Linked DNA regions of Cricetulus griseus: region 2 is linked to region 1. A link is a contact called in public Hi-C data. All regions are on one chromosome and are shown on one strand. The core of a region is the stretch at or near the end of the contact, and the rest is flanking DNA. Distances in the headings are between cores, read along the strand shown.

Region 1 (6,006 bases), core at 3,133-5,632:
GGTAGGGGGCGGTAGACCCTTTAGGAGGCAGAACCTAGTATAATGCGTTACGTCACTGGGAGTGTGCAGTTGGCTTCACCCTGCCCCTCCTCCATGACTCGCTGCATTGTCAAGGGCTTCAAAGTACAGGGACAAGCAATCATAGACTGAAATCTCCAAACTCTGACCCAAACAAAAACTTTCCTTTCGGGTATTTTGCTATAGTAACAGAAAGCCAACTGATGCAGTTAGCATGGCTATTTTTCTTAAACCAGAAACTAATAAACAGTGATGTTTCGAGAATGTAGAACGGGTGGCAGTGTAGACTGGTCCAGTCTCAATGGAAAGCAGTATAGTGGTTCCCTCAGACAGTACACACAGAATCACTGTACAACCAGCCATTCCTCTCTGTGTGCGCACCCTGAAGCTGAAAGCAAGGACTCAGCAGGTATTTATACAACAAGGTTCATGGTAACATGGTTGCCAGTACCTAAAAGATGGCTAAAAAGATGAAAGGACAAACAAAATGTAGTACACAATGTTCCATTGGAAACTCCTCCTCAGACTTCCCTCCTCCCTCTCCAAACCCTGCCCCTCAGAAAACCTTCCCTGGAGCTGCTCAAGACCAAGCATACAGGGTATTTAAACTCTGGTCCATAGACCCGCCCATGTGATTTCTCTTCTTCCCTCCTCTGCCTCATTTCTGGAGGCTTGAGCGCTTTACTCAGATTAAACCTGGTCTTATTAATTCAGCTTGATCGGGTTTATTGTATCCGTGGAGAAACCTGCTACCAAGTAACCAAAAATACATATCACAACCAGTGAATGCTATTCAACCATAAAAAGGCAATTCTGATACAATATGGATGGGAGTGTATGATATTATGATATATGCTAGGCAACATATACTACAAAAAGACATACAGTGTAAGTCCGTTTGCCTGAGTTACCTAGAATAGTCCAATCCACAGAGATGAACTTGAAGACGCTAGTTGCCAGGGAAAAGAGAGAGGGAGGAAGGGAAGCCACTGTTGAATGAGCAGTTTCAGCTTGGTCACTTGAAATGTACTAGAGGTTGATGGTGGTGATCGGGGACAACAATGTGACTATACTTAGTGCCACTCAACTGCACTTAAAAATGGTTCTTCTGATGCCACCTCCCCATCCATTACTACTGGTGGCAGGTGAGAGAGCTGGTCACGAGAGTGGCAGAGTTAGCCCTGACCATCACTGGGTGTGGCACACAAGAGAATGAATGGACTCTGCATCCTGTCTGGGCAGCACACTAGAGCTGACCCTACTGTGGAGGACTGGGATGCAGGTAAGCTGGCCCTGAGGGCATGAGAACAGCAGAGCTGACCCTGCCCGCCCCCCTCCTTATCTGCCATGCAGAGGCATGGGTGAGGGAAAGATACCCTCTCCCTTCACTCCTTGCTACCTATGGCAGGCAAGAAAGCTGTCCCACAGTCATGGTAATGAGAATAATAGAAGTAGCCCTTCCCTCATTCGCTGCAGCACACAGGAGAGCAGGCCCTGCACCCCACCTGGACAGCACACTAGAACTGACCTTGTTGTTGGTGCACAGGTGAGCCAACTCTGAAGGCATGAGAGCAGGACAGCTGACACCCTGCTCCCAACCCCTACCCCCCAATACCCCCTAAAGCAATCGGGAGAGAGAGCCTTGCACCTCACCTGGGCAAAACAGTAGAGCTGGCCTCAGTGGTGTGAGTGTGGATGAGCCAGACCCAAGGGCCTGAGAGCCGGAGAACTGGCCCAGTTCCTTGCTGCAGGCTGCATTAGATGACCTAGCTGAGGCAGTGGGGGAGAGGTCGCCTGGGTAGTGATGAGGAGGGTAAGCTAGCAAGCTGACCAACTCAGCCACTACCCAGGCCCAGAACCAGGGCTATGAGGTAGCCCACCCCAACATCCACCTCATCTGTGATCTCTAGGAGCATGTGAAGGGAACAAACCTACAGATCCAAAACAGCAGGATCTCCATGACACATGACAAGAACAGGATATCCAAGAGGAGCCCCAGTGAGAGCCCCATTATCAGTAGTGTAGCAAAAGCCAGAGGCCTTGAGCCAATGAACACTGGAAGTAAAGATGAATGGACTAAAGGGTAAACTGTGTGACTCAACAGGCCACACTACAGCTTCCACGACAAGATTCTTCTCTCTCTCTCAATCTTTAGTTTTGGTTTTTCTTTTAAATTTTGTTTTGCTTTGTAGGGGAGGTTGCAAGGGCAAGGGGCAGATGCCACGGATGGGGAGATAAGTGGGATCAGAATACATGATGTGAAATCCACAAAGAATCAATAAAAGTTAAAAGAATTAAAAAAAAAATAGTTCTAACCAGATGGTGATGCACGCCTTTAATCCCAGCACTTGGGAGGCAGAGGCAGGCAGATCTGTGAGTTCAAGGCCACCTGGTCTACAGAGTGAGTTCCAGGATAGCCAGGTCTACACAGAAAAAAAAAATCTTGATAAACAAGTGAACAACAAAATGTTCTAAAATTGTGCCTCTGCTGTATACTTCACTAATTTCAAACTCAGTTTTGAGTCTGTGACCCCTTTGGCAGTGGTGTCAGAGCCTTTCTCAGTCTGCTGTGCCCACGTGTTGGAAGAATGGACATCTTCAGTTTGCTGAGTGATAGGCTAGGGAGCCACCTGCAGCAAGATAGGGCCAGGAGAGCTGACCTGAAGCTCAACACAGCTTGACGAGAACCAGCCAGAGGACAGTCCCCATGGGATAACTGACAAAGGGTGAGAGTTACTGCCATCCATCGTGGCTCACGTGGACAGTCACCCAAGGGGAAGGTAGAAAGAGGCTCACCAGCCAGCTGCTCTGCTCAGGTGGCCCAGCCCTGGGGATGCCTGGGAAGCAGAAGTTTAAATGTCTGATGGGTGAACAGGAAGGGTCCAACCCATCTTATAAATGGAAAAACAATCTTCTTAGGAAAGTGACTTAAAAAAAAAAAAAAAACCAACTCATATGGGTGTTTTGCCTGCATGTATTTCTGCATATCACAAGTACATTGGTGCTGGAGGTGAGAATAGGGCTCAGATCCCCTGGGGCTGGAGTTACAGATGGTTGTGAGCCACCATGTGGGTGCTGGGAATTGAACCCAGGACCTCTGGAAGAGCAGCCAGTGCTCTTAACCACTGAGCCATCTCTCCAGCTCATTTTATAAATGATAAAAATCTAGCTGAGAGCCACAATGGGGATGAGAGTACTAATGGAAGCTGAGGAAGGGCGGCTTAGGTGTGCAGGGTTACCTAAGGGTTTCCTGGAATCCAGCACACCCTGCTTTAACATAAAACCGCAGTCTGACAACACTTAACTGAGGAGCGGTGGTGTGCACTAAAGTCACTGGGCGTTATGATCTGATTTCCTTCAATGCTTCAATTCTTTCCTAAGCACATTTAGGATGGCCTTCCCGTTACGGCCCTGGACAGGGACTCAGGGACAGAGAACACTTAAGACTGGGGTGAAAGTTACCACTAACTGACAAGTGAACATAAAAGACACATATGAAATGACATATAGCTAGCTTTGCAAGTTATACTCTCATCTACTTGGTGAATATTGTCATATTAGCCATTTATCATGTATTCTCCATGAGGACTCCAGCCTTCCTTGGCTTCCCAGCTGTGAGGGGAGCAGAGAGGTTGAGGTCTCATTCATGTCAGTCTTGGGGACTTTGTTTTGGCTTAACTCAATCAAGGTCATACTCGTTACCCAGAGGAAAGAGGATAAAAGGTGGGGGCTAAATGCTGTCCATTAGTCTGGGACTCTAACAACAACAGTCCTAACAGCTAACACAGTGAGCAATTACACTGAGCCAGGAATTATACTAAGCCTTTTACATATATTAACCTTTTTTTTCTCTTCATACCAGGCCATTCATTGCATTCAGTAGGTAGACAGATTAAAATATAGAGGCTAAGTAGCTCAAGCTCAGACTGCTAGTTAATGCTAGAAGTCCTACTACTTTCTTATAGTGAGTCTCTCCACATAGGGGTCCTGTGCCTTCCTGCACTTTGGGGATGTTAGTGGGGGTTGTAAGAATGCTGCTAGATCTGGGGGCTCCCTGAGGGTGAGGCCCTGCCAGTCTTGGAATTCCCTAGCACAGAGGCAGCCACAGCTCTGAGCCCTCAGCCTTTACGCTTCTCTCTGCCCTATGGGCTGGCACATCAGGGGACAGGGACCTGATATTTCCACACAGGCACTTCCCAGGGCATATGGTCTGTTTGGAGCAGCTTCTCTGCCACCTTGGCTCTCCTTTCTCCCCATGAGAGGCTGTGACCACAGCAGCAGCTGGGGCCTGAATACAGCGTGACTTCTCCCTATCCCAGCTCCAGGCTGGCGGATCTGAGCATGAGGTCGGGCTGCCCCTGGGATCTGCCAGGCAGTAAACAAGCCATTCATGCGTCAGTTGTTTTGCTCCAGAGCAGCCTCATCAGCTGGACAGACCCTGGTCAAACCTGCCAAGTTTATCCCCATGGGTGGGCTGTGGGCTGGGAGTGGTGGATGGCCTGGAACTCAGCTCAGCCTTTTCCAAGAGGCTACTGGCCATGCCCTTGAAGCTGCAGGGTTTTGTTAGGAGTGGCAAACTCTGGCAGTATGATTTTAGGTACCTGAGAGACAGGGAAAGGGCTGCTGCTGCTGTATGGAGTATCTTAGGAGTGGAGACCCCAGACAACCATGAAGGGAGAATGGAAGTGGTAGTCTGCTGAGAGACACCCCAGAGAAGTTTCCAGAACCATACAGCTCTCCGGCCTCAGGGCTTGAAAAAGTTGGTCAGAATACCCGGAACCCCAGCAGTTCAAACTCTTCCTGTTCTCTTTTCACTTCCAAGACAGCCGTATCTGTCCAAGTATTCTCTCCAAGTCTGCCCTGTCTATTATGGCAGAAAAGATAAGCTGAGGGTCCCTGGGGGCTCCAAGGGCAGGAAAGAGAAGGCTTAACAGACTGGAGTAGGGAGAAGGGTGTGGCATTATGGGTAGAAGAATTGCAGAAGCAGAAACCCAAGGATATAAACCAAGGGCTGAGGTCAGGAGGCCAGGAGCCCCAGGCAGAGGAAGTAGAGATACCACCTCCACTGTGTCTGATCTGGAATTTCATTCAAAAGGTGTTTTCTCTTAGTGGGTAGAAGGAGGTGACATTCTTAGCCTCTTTTTGCAGATGTGGAAGCAAATTAAGGTATCTGCAGTTTACCTAGTTTGCAGAAGAGCTGGGCCTCCAAAAGGTTTCCAGGGCTCTTCTGGCCACACTTTTTGGAGGATAGGCTCAGGGAGGAGAATAAAGGCATACCTTTATGGACCAATCAGCTCCTCTGTTGTCAGCCCCACCCACCATACCCTCCAGGATAAGCCACATCGGATTGCAGAGGCAGTCACAGCAGTCGCAGCATGCGCGATCGCCCTCTGCAGACCCCTTTTGTCACAGCACAGCAAACCCATGCTGAGGTCCCCATCCCACCTGCTGCCCTCCCATGCCTCCCGCACCAGCTGTCCACCCCCCCCCCCGGTGCTTACCCTGTTGTGATGTCATCATCCTCCGTCATGGTCTTGCCCATGAGGTCACTGTCACTCATGTAGCCGGACTTGAGGTCCACCTCATCAGAGTCCAGGGACTCCACCAACTCCAGGCGGGAGATGTGGCTGAGCTTGCTAGGGCTCCGCATAGGCATCGTGTGGGAGTAGTGTGCGCGTTCCCCATGCATGTACCAGGCCGGCGGCCCCTCGGAGCGGCAGCTCCCCCCAACAGACGGTGCATCGCCAGCCTGCAGCCGGGGGCTGGACTGGCCATAGCGCCAGGAGAGAGGAGAGGAGCGGTTGGAGAGGCTGGACACACTTCGAGGGTTGGCATCATCGCTGTCGTAACAAGTCATCTCCAGGGAGCTGTGGAGAGAGCAGATGACATAGACTTAGTCCTCAGCCCAGCCACTCTGTGCCTTGTCCCCTCATTGGGATGCCCTTCTGTGGGAGCTTCTAAGTGTATGTCCTTGGTTATAGGCTATCT
Region 2 (6,360 bases), core at 3,424-5,923, 65 kb before region 1:
GCAGGACATGACCTGGGCCACTGGCCTTGATGGGTGTGGTATAGGACGGTTCTTGTTTCTGTTATAATTCTTTTGATCCCAGGGACTTCATACAAACCAGTCAGCACAGGACTTATGAACTGAGGATTTGGGAGAAAGAATAAAGACAATAACCAATGTGGTAAGGGTGCTGTTCCTAAAATATGTTAGAAACATGCAAAACCTTGGTGGACATTCTACCTGATTCCAAGGGCTAGGCCTCAGGCCTGGCAGCTGAGTCCCCAGAAAGGAGGGGATGAGAGAAGAGCAGAAACTACTGCAGAAACTGCAGATGTGGTTATTTTTGTGCAAACACTTGGAAAGCTCCTGGAGACCCAGCTCAGTTGTTGTTTACAATTTTGAGTGAAAATGTCTCTTATGTTCTCCGCTTGCAATTTGGTCACAGGCAAGGAACTTCCCACAGTGGAGGTAGATGAGGTGGCTCCATTTCTCCCCAATCTCTCAGGACAGAAAAACTAAGGTCAGGTCCAGAGGAAGGCAGTCACTCAAAATGGATCTATGAAGGGTGGGTTAAATGCAGAAACGACGAATATCCAGTCTGAGGCTAAAGTAAGATTGATTCTGCCAGCTGCCCACGGCAGAGCCAACTGTGAATCACATAGGCAGCAGCTAGAATGGGAGATGGACTTTGGATTGGTCTCATGGTCAGCAGACAGAATTCTAATACCAGGTCTGTGCTTGTTCAGTTATGTGGCATTGATGAAGAGATAAATATACCCTGGGGCAGTGGAAAGGGCTCAGTAATTAAAATGCATTGCTATTTTTGTCCATGTCCTAGGGCAAGGTTGCTTCTGCCTCTCAGCAGAACCACTGGTCTCTGCTTTCTTTAGGAAGGTCAACGGTTACCAGATACCAACTCATCTATACCAGTTAGTTAAGGTGGGGAGAAATGGCTCTTAATGAAGGCTCAGAAAAAGTGAAGGGCAGTCCCCAAATCACCTGTTGTATAGCTGTGAATAGAACCTGCTCCCCACAGGTCTAAACCCAGGGCAGACTTCATCATATCAATTTCCCACATTGCTTGTGTTTAACTAGAGCGAGGTCTTACACTGCTTCAGGTACTCACATTGGCAGAAAGCTGAGATGTCAGGGTGGCCACTTTTTCCTGGGATGATTCCAGTTCCCGACGAAGCTTCCGGATTTGCTGTGAAAAGAAGAGAAAGGCAAGCTACTGATGGGGGAAGAAGTAGAGGGTCTAGAAGGAAAATGGAGGGTGCCTTGGTGTTAACAAGCAGAGACAAAGGCTTTGTATGTACCCTACCTCAGATTGCATCCTCTCCTCAGCCTGAAGAAGTGGGCACAGAAGGAGAGAGAGAGAGAAAAGCAGGTGGTTACTATGGAGGTGCAGAAGCCAGGCCCAAGTATCAGGGCGGAGACAGGAAGGAGCATGATTGAGAGATGCAGAGAGATGAGTCCCCTGTCTCTTGGCCCTGGCTCCTTACAGGACTGGCTCAGAGCTATACTCAGGTTTAAATAATAGGTTTCTCTCTGGTGCTTCTCTTTAGTCAGTCTTGTTATTGCCAAAATGGCTACAGAATGAGACTGGTTGGCCTGGGAACAAACCTTGATTGTGAACAACTTGAGGGAGTAAAGATTGGGGTCAGAACAAAACTAAGAGTCAAAGGGTATCTAAAACCAAATGCCCTGTATGGTTCCCCACAGTAGACATTTAGTCAATGCTACATGTTACTGGGTCTTCAGTCTTGGGAACCTACTCATCTTGGGGACAGAAGCATTTCTCATGGCCGGGAAAGGGTGCTGTCACAAGGAGATCTCACTTTTCAAAGAAGAAGGGGAAAAAGAACACCAGAGTTGTTTGGGAGTTGGTGGCAAGGCCAGAAAGAAAGACACTCATCTAAGTGCTTCAAGCGCTAGGTGCCCCCCACTCCCAGGCCCACAGGCTAGGATGCAGAGACAGCAGTTCCCCATCCCCATCCAGTCACCCAACCAAAGGAGGGCTGAGGGAATGTGGAACGGTAGAGGAGGGGGCTGAAGGGGAAGGGACATTAATGGTCTTACTGAGGAGTAGGTGGAGGAGGCACTGGAGGCCAGAGACAACACCGAACCATGAACTGAAAGAGAAGGAGAGTGCAGAAGGTTAGCATGGGGTTCCAGGGCCCAGGAGTTCCTGGGAGGAGCCCGAAGGCAGGAGTTTGGACTCTTGGAGGGCATCTGGAGCAAACAGAAAGAACAACACAGGGCACCCGTTCATATCCCAACAGCCCACAGCAGGCGCGTATCCGAGGACATGGTCCTGAACAGAGACAGCCTCCCCTTTCATCTGTATTCTCTGACAGCCTGGGCCTGGTGGTCCCTGGCTCAGCCTGACTGAGGAGCATAGGGGTCTAGAGACAGGGGAAGGAGATTTTCATGTGCGGTCAGCATCTGCTCTGCTCAGCCAAGAAAGCACTTTAAGTTGCAGAAAGGGGTTGCTTCTTGTCAGAGCTGCTCAGAACCAATACTCCGATTCTACCTGTGCCTCCTCTTCTCACCCTTGCAGTGCTAGCCTCTGAGCCCGGGGACCACTCAGGTGAAAAAAAAAGCGGGGAGAGTCTGATCATTGAACAGAACCCACTGCAAGAACTAACAGAGCTAACGCATCCATTAGGGATGCATCCTGACGATAATAATGGAGGTCTCATGAACCCCACGGCCTGGTCTTCCATTAACACCCAGAGTACCATCAACCATCAGATGGCCAGCCTGGGAGCTAGTCTTTGCAGCATTCTAGGAAGAGGACTGAGATGCCTAGTTGTGTGGATTTAAGAGCTGCCATTTTGTCCCCATATCTCTTCTGAGAGACCGTGGGGAAGAAAGACTTGGCATAGAAGCTCTGAGAACACAGAGCACCGAGGAGTCGCATTTAACCCTTCCAGATTTCAGTTTCCCTTCCCTGGGCCCCAATGGTAGATGCTCCAACCCCAAACCCCAGTGCTAGGTGGTGCCACCCAAGGTTTCTGGGCCCCCAGACCCTTCAAAGTTATGGGAAGACAGAACTGAAATGGCCCAAGTTGATGTTCTGTGAATTATATATGTGTGTGTGGTGGCGGCAGTGGTGGCAGTGGAGGTGGCGGTGGGTGAGGGAGCCCAGCAGAGCTGGGATGATTGTGAACCGAGTTAGCATGAAGTCTCACCATCATCCGTGGGGTCGCGGAAGGATCCTGACCGAATCATTCCCTTGGATCTCTCGGCCAGGGACAGGGTGCTCCCCATTTGGGAGCCGCTGTACAGCTCGAAGGCCGCCTCGTGGGTGGGGATGCTGTTGGAGCGGGTGATTCTTGGCGTGGTGGCCGCAGTGGGACTCACTGGAAGGACAGAGGGAAGGGGGAAGGGAGAGGGAGGGGGAGGCAGGAGAAGAGGCAGGGCCATCAGCTCTCTGGTCCCTTGTGGGGCCGGAGCAGGAGTCAATGAGAGGCAAATGGGAAGAGGGGAGGAGAGGAAGGGGCAGTAGGTGGGGCAGTGGGGGTGTGCGAGCAGCTGGAGGTTAGGAGTCACCCCTGCTGGGAAGGCTGGGCCCTAATGGAGAAGGACTCCATGGTCTGTAATAAAGGTCTCCCCTTAATACTGCCTGCCTTGGAGTTGTCGCATTTGAAGGTTAGGCTGGGGGCCTGGCGGCTTTCCCGAAACCTTCACATCACTAGGATGTGCAGATGAAAATGGGATGCTGTGGTTCCCGAAAACACAACTGGAGGCTGTCTTAGTGGGGACTGAGAATCAGACCAAGACTCAGATCCAAATGATGAAACCGGACCAGCTACAGAGAAGGGGACCAGGCTGTGGAATCCAATGGGCTCAGCATTATGAAAGGGAGTAAGGCCCCCTGTAAAGCAGTGTCACTCTAGGTCACTTTGGTTGAGATCTCAAACTAGACTATGGCCTCTCTCTCTGCCCAGCATCCCCTGAAATGAAGGTCAGAGAGACAGAGTGGATGAAGGTGTCAGCGAAGCTATAGAATCCACAGCTGTGGAATCTGCCGACCACAGAGGCCACCACTCCCACTTTTCCCTTGCTGAATCTCCACCTTTCATGGTTCATACCCTTGTGGAATTCCCCTCTCTGACCTTTAGCCTCCATACAGGCCTGTAGATGTTTCCCCTGCCTGTAAAGACCTGGGAAAAAGAATTCACACCTCTGTCTTGCCCCTTTTGAAATTCCAAGATGAGATTGGCCCAGTCCCTCATTCTACAGCACAAATGGTCTCTCTTCTCCTTTGGCCCTCAATGGAGACAGAAAACAGGCTGGTCCCACCCTGCGTTTGATAAGCCCATGTAAGCCAGATGACCCTTCCTTAGGCACAAGTAACCTCCATTCCTAGCTTTCCTCCAATTCCCCACAGTCACGGCGCAGGCGTGTTACAAGTCCTCATCACAAAAGAACTGCTTTCTTTCACCCAGCTAAAAGGAGAGATGATTTAGAGTGATGCAGCAAGCAAATGGCAGGTCTATTCCGGCCCTGTCCTAAAGAGACTCCCATTAAACCAGTGCTAGCACAGTGCTTCCCAGAACCAAGGCTGGTGTGTGTCTGAGCTGGAGCCAGGCCCTCCTCCTGAAGCCTTTTTCCCCATCCTGTGTCTGAGTCACAGAGCCACTTCCTTCTTTCCCAGCTTTCCCTTCTCCGTAGGCTTTAGAGAGGGCGTGGTGTGTCTAGGGCAAGTCTTAGTCAGTCTGCCTTTAGGGCTAGGATGGCCCTGGCTCACCCAGAGCAGTTGGTGAATCTGGACTTTCTGTTTTGGAGACAGACCTCATTCTCTGCTGCAATCAACAATCCTTCTCTGCCTGCAGTTCATCAGCCCACAGGTTGGTGTCGCCCTTACGAAGCTGCCCCTGGGAGTAACATGCATAAAACACCCAGCTACAAGCCCAGGGCCTTGGTATGTAGATTTCCCATGCTGTCATTCAGACCTTTGACACCATCAGGACCCCAAAACTTGTGCCCAGGGGCGACTTTTCAGTTTAGGACCTTGGAACACTTCATCTTTAGTTTGAGTTGGTAAACTGAGGCGCCATGAAACAGTCCACTACAACTTGAGCCAAACATGCCTAGCCGTTTTTGCCTCACTCTGAAGAGTGAGCCCTGCTTCATCTCCTGCCACAGCGAGTGACCGCAGACACTGACCTATGTTGGTAAGCTGGCCCTTTGCACTCAAGGACATGGAGAGTGCAGGGGGAGATGGCAGCTCTGCCTGGTCGTCGGATTCGGGAAGTCCACCGATGGTGTGGGAGTGGCGCCTCTCCTTGGTCTCCTCCTGGGACTGAAGCTGGTACCTGAAGAAGTAGCAGAGGAACTCAGTCTGAGTTGCTACCAAGTGACATGAGAGGCTTAGCTGTGTGTGGGATGCCTGAGCTAGGCAAGGAATGGTAACTCAGCATTGTCCCTTCCCTTGAGAGCTCCTGATGGGAACAAAGGATGGATGAATGAAGCCTCCACTCAGGGCTCGATGGCTCCATGTACAGGCTTTCAGGTGACGGGCATCCCCATCTAGTTGAGTAACTCTGCTAACCCAACAGTGGAGGATCCTCTGTTCCTAGCCTATGTGAGTGGCCTCAGAAGTCCACTATGAAGTGATGAATTGAACCAAGGAAGGACATAGGGCTATGATAGCATAGGATGCTGTAGGTAAGGACATGGTTACTGTATACAAACTCATTTCTCCCTCGACAGCAAAGAAAATCACTAGCTACAAAAGCTAATACACTTGATAGAGAGTTTGCAGAGGAATGTGGGTGGCATTTTTGTAGGACCACGTATAAATGACTTGCTAAAAGGGCCACTAAATTCATGCAAGGGGCCCGGGTTAGGTGGGGTTGGGACTTTATTTTTGGAAGTGAACTCACAGAGATCCACTTGCCTCTGCTTCCCAAGTGCTGGGATTAAAGGTGTGCACCACCCAGCTTAACTTTTTAACAGGCCCGGAGTCTAGAGTATATGGTAGAAAAACAAACAATCAAACATATTTAAGGGTTACCTGAGTCCTTTCTTGGGTAGAGTGTTCCGATCCCGCTGACTGCTATGGAGGGAGAGAAAGAGAGAGGTATATGAGCCTATCTTGGAAACTAGAGTTTGGGACCACAGGTTTGAAGGGTATATCCTCTGGAGACAAGACAGCAAACTATGAAAATCTATTTCGATAAACAAATAATACAACCGTCACAATCAAATTCTTGACTCAGAACTTAGGAAATATCTGAAATGTTAAGTTTTCTTTTTGTTAGGAGTTAAGGTAGTGTAGTTAGTCATTCAAAAGGTTGTACTATGGACAGTGAGAACCAGGATGTGATGTAATAGAACTAACTGATTTTGCACTTGGAAACTAAAGCTAGA

What was found. Hi-C and Micro-C count contacts between places; a contact is called where the count stands out from the background.
Region 2: a contact with region 1 is called in a Hi-C map of liver, with 3 times the contacts expected there. The contact joins two enhancer-like sites. A contact is called at or near these places in 7 of 8 Hi-C or Micro-C datasets (the CHK-Q cell line, the CHL-YN cell line, the CHO-K1 cell line and 3 more).

What each region holds. Positions count from the first base shown.
Region 1 is chr5:53,725,382-53,731,387 of CriGri-PICRH-1.0, reverse strand. Nav1 (neuron navigator 1) reads right to left here. Exons shown (of 30, transcript XM_035445545.1): 6 at 5,520-5,885. Among named protein-coding and RNA genes, the nearest start is that of Ipo9, 99 kb to the left of the region's middle. Within about 2 kb of position 4,382, at least 1 of the 6 cell types and tissues checked has open chromatin away from gene starts, as enhancers often do.
Region 2 is chr5:53,790,169-53,796,528 of CriGri-PICRH-1.0, reverse strand. Nav1 (neuron navigator 1) reads right to left here. Exons shown (of 30, transcript XM_035445545.1): 11 at 6,005-6,046; 12 at 5,155-5,303; 13 at 2,059-2,111; 14 at 1,106-1,183. Among named protein-coding and RNA genes, the nearest start is that of Ipo9, 34 kb to the left of the region's middle. Within about 2 kb of position 4,673, at least 4 of the 6 cell types and tissues checked have open chromatin away from gene starts, as enhancers often do.